Linked DNA regions of Mus musculus: region 1 is linked to region 2. Evidence: chromatin contacts called from public promoter capture Hi-C data. All regions are on one chromosome and are shown on one strand. Each heading gives the region's core, a stretch centred on a gene start, on an enhancer-like site or on the middle of the called end of the contact. The rest is flanking DNA. Distances are from core to core; before and after follow the strand shown.

What was found. Promoter capture Hi-C pulls out the DNA fragments that hold promoters and counts their contacts.
Region 1: a promoter capture Hi-C map of embryonic stem cells shows a contact between it and region 2, with 3 times the contacts expected there. The contact joins the enhancer-like site here to the promoter of Anxa8 in region 2. A contact is called at or near these places in 12 of 39 promoter capture datasets (the HPC-7 cell line, cranial neural crest, embryonic stem cells and 6 more) and 1 of 484 Hi-C or Micro-C datasets (cortical neurons).

What each region holds. Positions count from the first base shown.
Region 1 is chr14:34,613,775-34,617,576 of GRCm38.p6, forward strand. Gm52113 (a long non-coding RNA gene) reads right to left here. Exons shown (of 3, transcript XR_003951117.1): 2 at 1,478-1,644; 3 at 837-1,374. Among named protein-coding and RNA genes, the nearest start is that of Gm52113, 4.7 kb to the right of the region's middle. Within about 2 kb of position 1,522, at least 58 of the 459 cell types and tissues checked have an H3K27ac peak or open chromatin away from gene starts, as enhancers often do. A contact at or near this core is called in embryonic stem cells, where this site is marked.
Region 2 is chr14:34,084,619-34,088,258 of GRCm38.p6, forward strand. Anxa8 (annexin A8) reads left to right here and starts at 1,361. Exons shown (of 12, transcript NM_013473.4): 1 at 1,361-1,458. The coding sequence starts at 1,438. All of the region lies in intron 1 of A630023A22Rik (RIKEN cDNA A630023A22 gene), which reads right to left.

The DNA.
Region 1 (3,802 bases), core at 272-2,771, 530 kb after region 2:
GACAAATGTTCTACTCTGTGTGGCTGTGAACAGTGTTCTACTCTGACCTAGTTTGTGTAAGGGGAGGGGTTGGGGGGGGCAGCGAGTCTAGCGGGCACTAGCAAGGGTCCAGGGATTGCCATTCATCTGCAACAGGTCTTAAGACACTTTTGTCTGGAAGAGGGAGGATATACAAGTTTCATGCAAATTTTATGGTAATAGACCAAAGGAAATCATAAACCAAGACACTGTTAGATGCCTCCATGGGGAAAGCAGGTGACCAGGGACCCAGTAGAAAAACCTCAGATATAGACACCAGAAGTAATTTAACAGTGAGTGACACTGTTAGCTTCAGGTAGATAGAAACTAGCGATCGAGTAAGTCAACACTTCTTAAAAGGCTTCACATGACTGCCTCAAAGATGTAAAGATGTTAGACAAAGATGGATAATGAATGTTTACTAAGGGCACTGAAGTAGTCCAAGAAATTTGGCTCTGCAACATTCCAACTCTCCAAATCACAAAGTTCTAATCAGTTAATTGGTATTGCAAAATCTTTAATATAGATGTGATTTTCCCCCCTCTTCTGAGAGTATCAGTTCCCAGACTGTAATTTACTTATTTGCTCAACAAGTTGGATTTAGGAGCAATGTTGTTTCGTTTGTTTTTGGTCCCCTATCTGAGGTAATTTCACACGTGTTCGTAACTCCTAATAGGAGTCGTACAAAAGCCCAAAGACCCATAGTTTTGGATATGTCTTTTTTTTGGGGGGGGGGAGGCGTCTTTAATATGCTGGTATTTCTAAATTTCTTGAAACAAGGTCTTTCTACGTGTCACAGGGCCTCAAACCCCAGGAGTCCTGCCTTCGGATTATAGGCATGCACCAGGAGGCCTAGCGCATTTCTGAAATTCTGTGAGAGAGCAACAATGAAGGCAGGTGCAGGTGGTGTAGTCAACCTACATTTTATAAAGTCTTTTAATTCTTGGGGCATCTTTCCGGCTGAATAACAAAGCGCTGCGCTCCCAGCCCCTCAGGCGCAGGGTCTAGGAATATCCCGGACCAAGGAGTACAACTCCGAAAGTAGCAGCGTTCCCTCTGCGCAGAGGTAGAAGGGGGTGGGGGGAATCCGGGTGATCTCCTCTTGGGGACACCACCACCGGGTGGGGGTCATGCGATAGAAGAGGCAGAGCCCGGCTCAGCTTTCTATAGACTGAAGCAACTCTAAGCGGAACCCCAAAACCCTGTCCACTGGACCGGGTCTCCCAGACTCCTATGGCCACCCGCTGAGCAAGCCTGGGACACAGTATTATTACCCAGGAGAAAAGAGAAAGGTTCGCCAGCGTTGGTGGGGGAGATGATGGTCATTCTTTGGTGTTGGCCTCCATCAGCTAGCGCCTGGGAAAGAGGGGGAGGGGAGGTACTGAAACAGTGTTGCAAAGCGGTGGGAACGTGAACCTCCTGTTTGCTCCTGTTTCGGTGGGGGCAGGAACTTGTTTACCTCCGGCAGTGCAGGCACTTCCGCATCGCCCCGAGGACAGTCCCACACGGACTAGTAGTTTGGTAGGGCAGCCAGCATCTTCACCTGCTGAGTCACCTCACTAGCCCTCCTCTCCAAGGACTTCTGCTATCAGCTCCGCCTTCTATACAAAGTGAAGGATACTGAGTCTGGAATAGGGAACAGGAGAAGCAATGCTTTGTGACTCGTGAATGGAACTAGGCTTCACAAGCTAGTCATCACTCAGGGACCAAAGCAGAGACAGACTCTGAGAAGACAGGAGGGGAGATCTGCCTAGTGCTGTTCTGTGGGTGGTTAATTATTCTGAGACTACCTGGGAGGTCCCTTAGTTTTTTTTTTTTTAATATGTATGAACACCTTGATTGATGATTGAGGTGGGAGGGTCCAGCCAATTATATAAGAAAATTGAGCAAGCCACAAAAAAACAAGCCAGTGAGCATTTCTCTGCGACACCCTGCATTCCTCAGCTAAGTCAACACAGGAGTGCAGAAACAAAGAATTCCTTTGAGGATTTGGGGCGTAGGGAAGTATTTACCTGGTGTACTGAGGCTCCCTTCCCTGGCCACACAGGTCCCACCCAGCCTTGGGTTGCCCTTGGGAACATCATGTGCCAACTTTACACGCAGGGGGCCCATCTGCTTCAGGGTCTGAGTGGTGGATCCTGGAGAGTTCCACCCACAGGAACATCCTACCTACAGAGGCTCCTCAGTCCACCCAGAGAGGACCACCACGGCTCTGAAAAGTGAAGTGTGGATAGGCTGGCTACCCAGGCTGCAGAGATGGGAAAGGCCGCACCTCTGTTTTCACAGAGGTGAAGCCTCCCTACCCACCACCCACATGTTGGTTGAACTCTGACACCCCCCCCCCCCATACCATGACACACGTGCAGGGCGGGCACACACACACACACACACACACACACACGGGATAAAATAAGAATGAAATATGGGGAGGATCAAGTGACAGGTAAGAAAGGGACATAAGAACACAAAGAGAAGCAGTCTCTCGGAGGGACAGTGTGCTAATGGCTGTGCCTACTGTCCACAAGCCCAACTTCAGAAGCAAACTTGCAGATTCAAGGAGAGGGGTCTACCAGCTTCTAGTAAAAAGGCTTCAAAAAACCTGTTCACAGATAATAACTGTGCTTTTCTGTGCCGCTGACTCCTGTTGGGCTCTGTCTAGGTGTTTTCAGTGTCCCTCCCTGGTCCAAGTTGGAGTTTGCCTCCATAGTCACAAGTAAGGGTCTACCACAGGAGTGGAGACTCCTGAGTTCCTTCAAAAGTAGATTCCATGCCTGCTATCTGAAGAGGTCTTCCCAACATCTCAAATGTTCCATTTCCAGGAGACCTTTCTTCTCTGTTGTATCTACCGCCTCAGTTGCAGGCATGCATGACCACACCTGGTTTTATGCAGTGCTAGGGCTCAGCCCCAGGATTTTGTGAATACTAGGCAAAGGCTTTGAGTTACATTCCCCATCCCAGAGACTGAGTTTGGCTGACTAGAAACAGGAAAATGGAGGCCTTGCCAGGGGGAAGACGCTAGGGACCCTTTCAAGGGCCGCTCATTATACCTCCAAAGTCCAAAGGCACAGAACACATCTCTCTGCCACTTGTGTTCTTGTTGGCCTTGGCTGAGGAGGGTGTGTATGGGGGGGCAGCTCTCCAGGTGAACCCTGCTTTTTGGAAAGGGACTGCATAAGTAGCCTCAGTACACCCAGCCTGCCACTGGGTGGCACTGCCGCATCTCAGGACAGGGGGCGCTAAAGGGATTCGTTAGGTAGAGGGCTCCACTCCTCTCTCTAGTGCTGTGCCAGCTGCTTCCAAGCTATAGTTACAGACGGCTTCTGTATGTGACAAACATAATCAAAGAAAAAGAGGCTATCAATTTAGCGCAGGGCGGCTGGGTGAGAAAGGGAGGGGGATGTGATGTAATTCTATTTCAATTGAAACGTTTTAAAAACAAAAAAGTTTAAAAATAAAGTAAATATTTTGAAACAAAAAAAAAAAACTGTAAAAACACAAAGAAATAGTTCCTGCCCTCCAGGAGCCCACAGTGGAACAAATGCTTAGATAACAAATTACTTGCTCCAATAATAGACATAATTACTTGCTTCGGCAGAAGAGCAAGGAATAACAGGCTCCATCGGAAGGACCCAGGGGAGGAGGCCAGCAGCTGATTCAGCAGTAGCCCATTCTAGGACAGGACATCTCTGGTGGTACCTCCTGCCCAGAGCACTTGGAGCCGGGGTGTGCTTCTGGGAAGGTTTTCAGTTTTCAGATTTCCTAGGAGTGGGGACTCTGGTAGCTG
Region 2 (3,640 bases), core at 111-2,610:
ACAACTCTGTTTGTAGAACAAAGAACACTGGAGTCAGGGGTGGGAACTTTGAACATTTCACATCACGGGACCATTCATAAAAGGCTGTTCTGCAACCTCGGTGGCCCCACAATGGGGTCTGAGCTGGATCATGAGATGCTTGACTCCTCTGCAGGGCATATGAGACAGCTTTCTCTCCTGGTTCTGAAATGGACTCCTGGCATCATGCAGAGTGACATGGACCGGGAAACTGCCTATGGCTTCTTCATGCTGGGTAGCCTGTACATAATGTAGGGTCGAGCCTCGTGTGTAGACTGCTGGGGACCCAGGCAACTGTGGCTTGCAGGTCCTGCTGCTGGTATGAGGGCAGTGTTGGCTTCCAGCTTGTTCTGGGCTTGTGCTATAGGCCTCTACATGGACCAGTTAAAACTGGACTGGACATGGAATTGGTGCCTGAGGCAGCCAGTACAGAAGGCCCTAATGAAGCAAGGCTGTCAGGACTGGCTGGGGCTGAAGACTGGGACATTAAAACCTGACCCTTCAGAAAGAAAAAGAAACATTCTGCAAGGTTTCCTTGGATTTAAAAGTCATCATGAGGGCTGAGAGCTTTAGGAGCCTTCCTGGAACTGGGTGATGCTCCCAGAGGCAGCAGCCTCACACTGAAAGGTAGCTAGCTAGGAGCTAGCTTAGTTAAGGGATCCTATAAGAAGAGTTGTGCTGAGGGAGAGTTGAAGAAAAGTAGGAAATTCCCAAAATTGAGCTTCTTGGAAGCTAGTTGGGAATAGTACTCCTGCCCCTTGGCAACTAGCATCTCCTACCCCGCCCCTCCCCATGGGAGGCAGCAGCCTCTCACCCCATGAGAGTTGGTACACAGTCACTCTGTTGTCACAACAACTGTCATTTAAGCAAATAATCTAGGTGCTTGCGAATGGTTCCCTCTAGCACAGGAACTCATACCTGCTTCCTAAGACTGTGATCATGACCCAAGGATCCGTCGTTACAAGATGGTTAAAGAGGAATTTAGACACAGTGCACCCCAGGGAATAGGGGTGGCTGTTTCTGTGTCCTTTGCTGAACTCATTGTGCTGCTAAGTATGCAAAGATGGCAGTAAGCAGAAGGGCTGCGCGCTGCCGGTCCCTTCTCTCTGTGATTGAGGTCTAGCCAACCTCAAGAAGCTATAGCCATGTTTACTTTCAAACGCTACCTCAGAGTTTCCAAGCTATGTGACAGCCACAGCCCAAACATTCTCAGGGCAGGCCCGGGCAGTGTCTGGGTGGGGTCTGGGAGTCACAGGAGGGGCCCAGAGCCAAGCGGAGCCTGAGGTGGAGGGAGGGAGGGCTGGGTGGGGCTGGACCTGTGTACACAACCACACCTACTATCGGGGAGTAGCTGTGTCCAGTCACTGAGCAGAGGCCAACTAGTGTTTCTTCATCTCCCTGGGAAAAGCAGCAGACAGGATGGCCTGGTGGAAAGCCTGGGTAAGTTGAAATGGTCTGGGGAGATGGGTCCCTAGTCCTTGTTGGGAGTGTGGAGGACACAAAAAGTAAAGCTGAACCTGCGAGGCCAAGTCCCGGTGAGGAAACTGGGAGAAAAACCCTGTCCACGCTTAGAAAAGTTAAGGTTTGAAAGGTAAGACAGTTAAAAATAAAACAAGAACATTTTTTTTTTTAATTTTTAACTGCAAAGAGAAAGCTAAAGGATTCGAGTGTCCAGAGGGAGACTTCTGTAGGGGAAAAGCTACTTTAGTGCCTCTGTGGATATGTGCAATGTGTGAGTTTGTGCTTGGAGAGACTCTAGCAGGCTGCTCCTTGCAGAAGTAGCAGTGTGTGAAAGGCGCTAGGGGGCCCAGGAAGTTGACTTTGGAAAACATTGCCCTGTTTGAGCATTTGAATGTTCAGATGGGTTGGATCTAGGTCTGGAGAGGATCCCGGATGGAAGGAACATCGAGGGACTTGAATGACAGGCTAAGGGGTTGGAGCTCGACTTCCAAACAGTACGGAGCCACCTCTACCCACATGTACAGCCGAAACACCTCATGGGCAGGCACACGGCTACATGTGCTATGCACCTTCCTCGTCCCAGCTGGGGCACTCAAAGAGGGAAAAGCTGAGGTTCTGGGACACCAGGTAGCTTGCTCAGGTCCCTCGGACAGCTTAGACTAGAGAAAGCCCAAAGTCTCTGCACAGTCTCCGGGCTCCTTATAGGCAGAAGATCCAAGTTGGCCCAGCTTCAGGAAAATCTTTGTTGCTGTGCCACCACCCAGAGAGAAGCTGTAGGTGTAGATGCCCCGGGAAGGGGGGGGGGGCGTCTCTGGACAGATAGGACAGACTAGAAGGCAGGAAGAGATGAGCTATCATCCTGACCCTCAGGAGAAAGCAGCCCGAGCAGTGGCTGTGCATAGCTTCACAGCAGCTGCTGGCAATACGCCTTGTGCAGGTGCACACAGCAGGGCTCTGAGTGTTGGGCAGTTCCTGCAGTCAGATGCTGGCCAAAATAGCCTGATTCTAGGCCCTGCACTCCATAGGGCAGGGGCAGGGGCCATCCTCTTGGGGACCTGATTGGATTGGTTGGTACTCTCAGAACCTTCTGTATGGATGGGGACACTCCTGTCGGCATCTCTCACCACTGTCACTGGAACCTCACAGCAAGTCTGTAGGATGGGTGGCTTTACACACAAGGGTGGAAATGGAGACTCCAGTACCACAGCTGCCACACTAGTAAGGGTTTAGGTCTGGGCAGCCTGGGTCCGGATGCACTCAGTCATCCAGCATCTCTGACCCTTGGGAGAGCAGACTCAGGGCAGCAAGGCTTCTGTATCTGTCCAGGCTGCCAGTGAGGACCAAATGTCCCCTGAGTACAAAGTTGGATTAAATACAGGACTGGAGAGGTCAAAAGAGTGACAGAGAGTGCCTGTCTTCAAAACAGGTTCCCCCTTTGTGGTGAAGAGATCAGACAAAAGTATGCCAGATCCTGCATGCCCATGACAGACGGTGTTCTAGACATAGCATCCAAAATTGCCTGAATTGCCTTTTTCCTGGGTGTGTGATGGTCTGGAATCACTGGCCTCAGGGTAGCTCCATCAGAAGCCTGAGGCTGACATGGAAGCTGGGATAGATGCCTCCTAATCTCCACTCTAGGCAGTGTCCCATCCTTGGCACCCAGAACGCTGATCTCTTTCTATAGAACCTTAGCAAGGGAAGAGAGACAGGCTTCTCAATGTGGTGATATCTGAGCCACCCCTGGAGCTGCTGACAAATACAGGTCCCAGAATGGTATGGGGGACACTCCTCAATGACTAAGTTTCTGACACTTCTTTGGGTCAGGCAGAGAAACTAGGAAGTGAGAACTTAAATGCTGCCCACCCCACACCCCTCAGAAAACCCACATGTCTATGGGTGAGGCTCTCTGCAGTGAAACATTCCAATAAAACCCAGTGTCTGGAAAAGTGTGAATCATCTGAAGAGTGGGGGAGGTAGACAGAGCTCAGGTTGTGAACCAGGCTGTGGGTGAAGTGCCAGCTTACTAGCCAAGCCACCAAGCCCAGGCTCCTAATACGACTGCTGGAGAAGGTGGCAGGCTGAGCAACATGCTTAACGCACTTTACAGAGAATGCTCAAGTAGACTTCTAGTAGTAGCAGTGTGTGACCTCAGAAGCAAGGA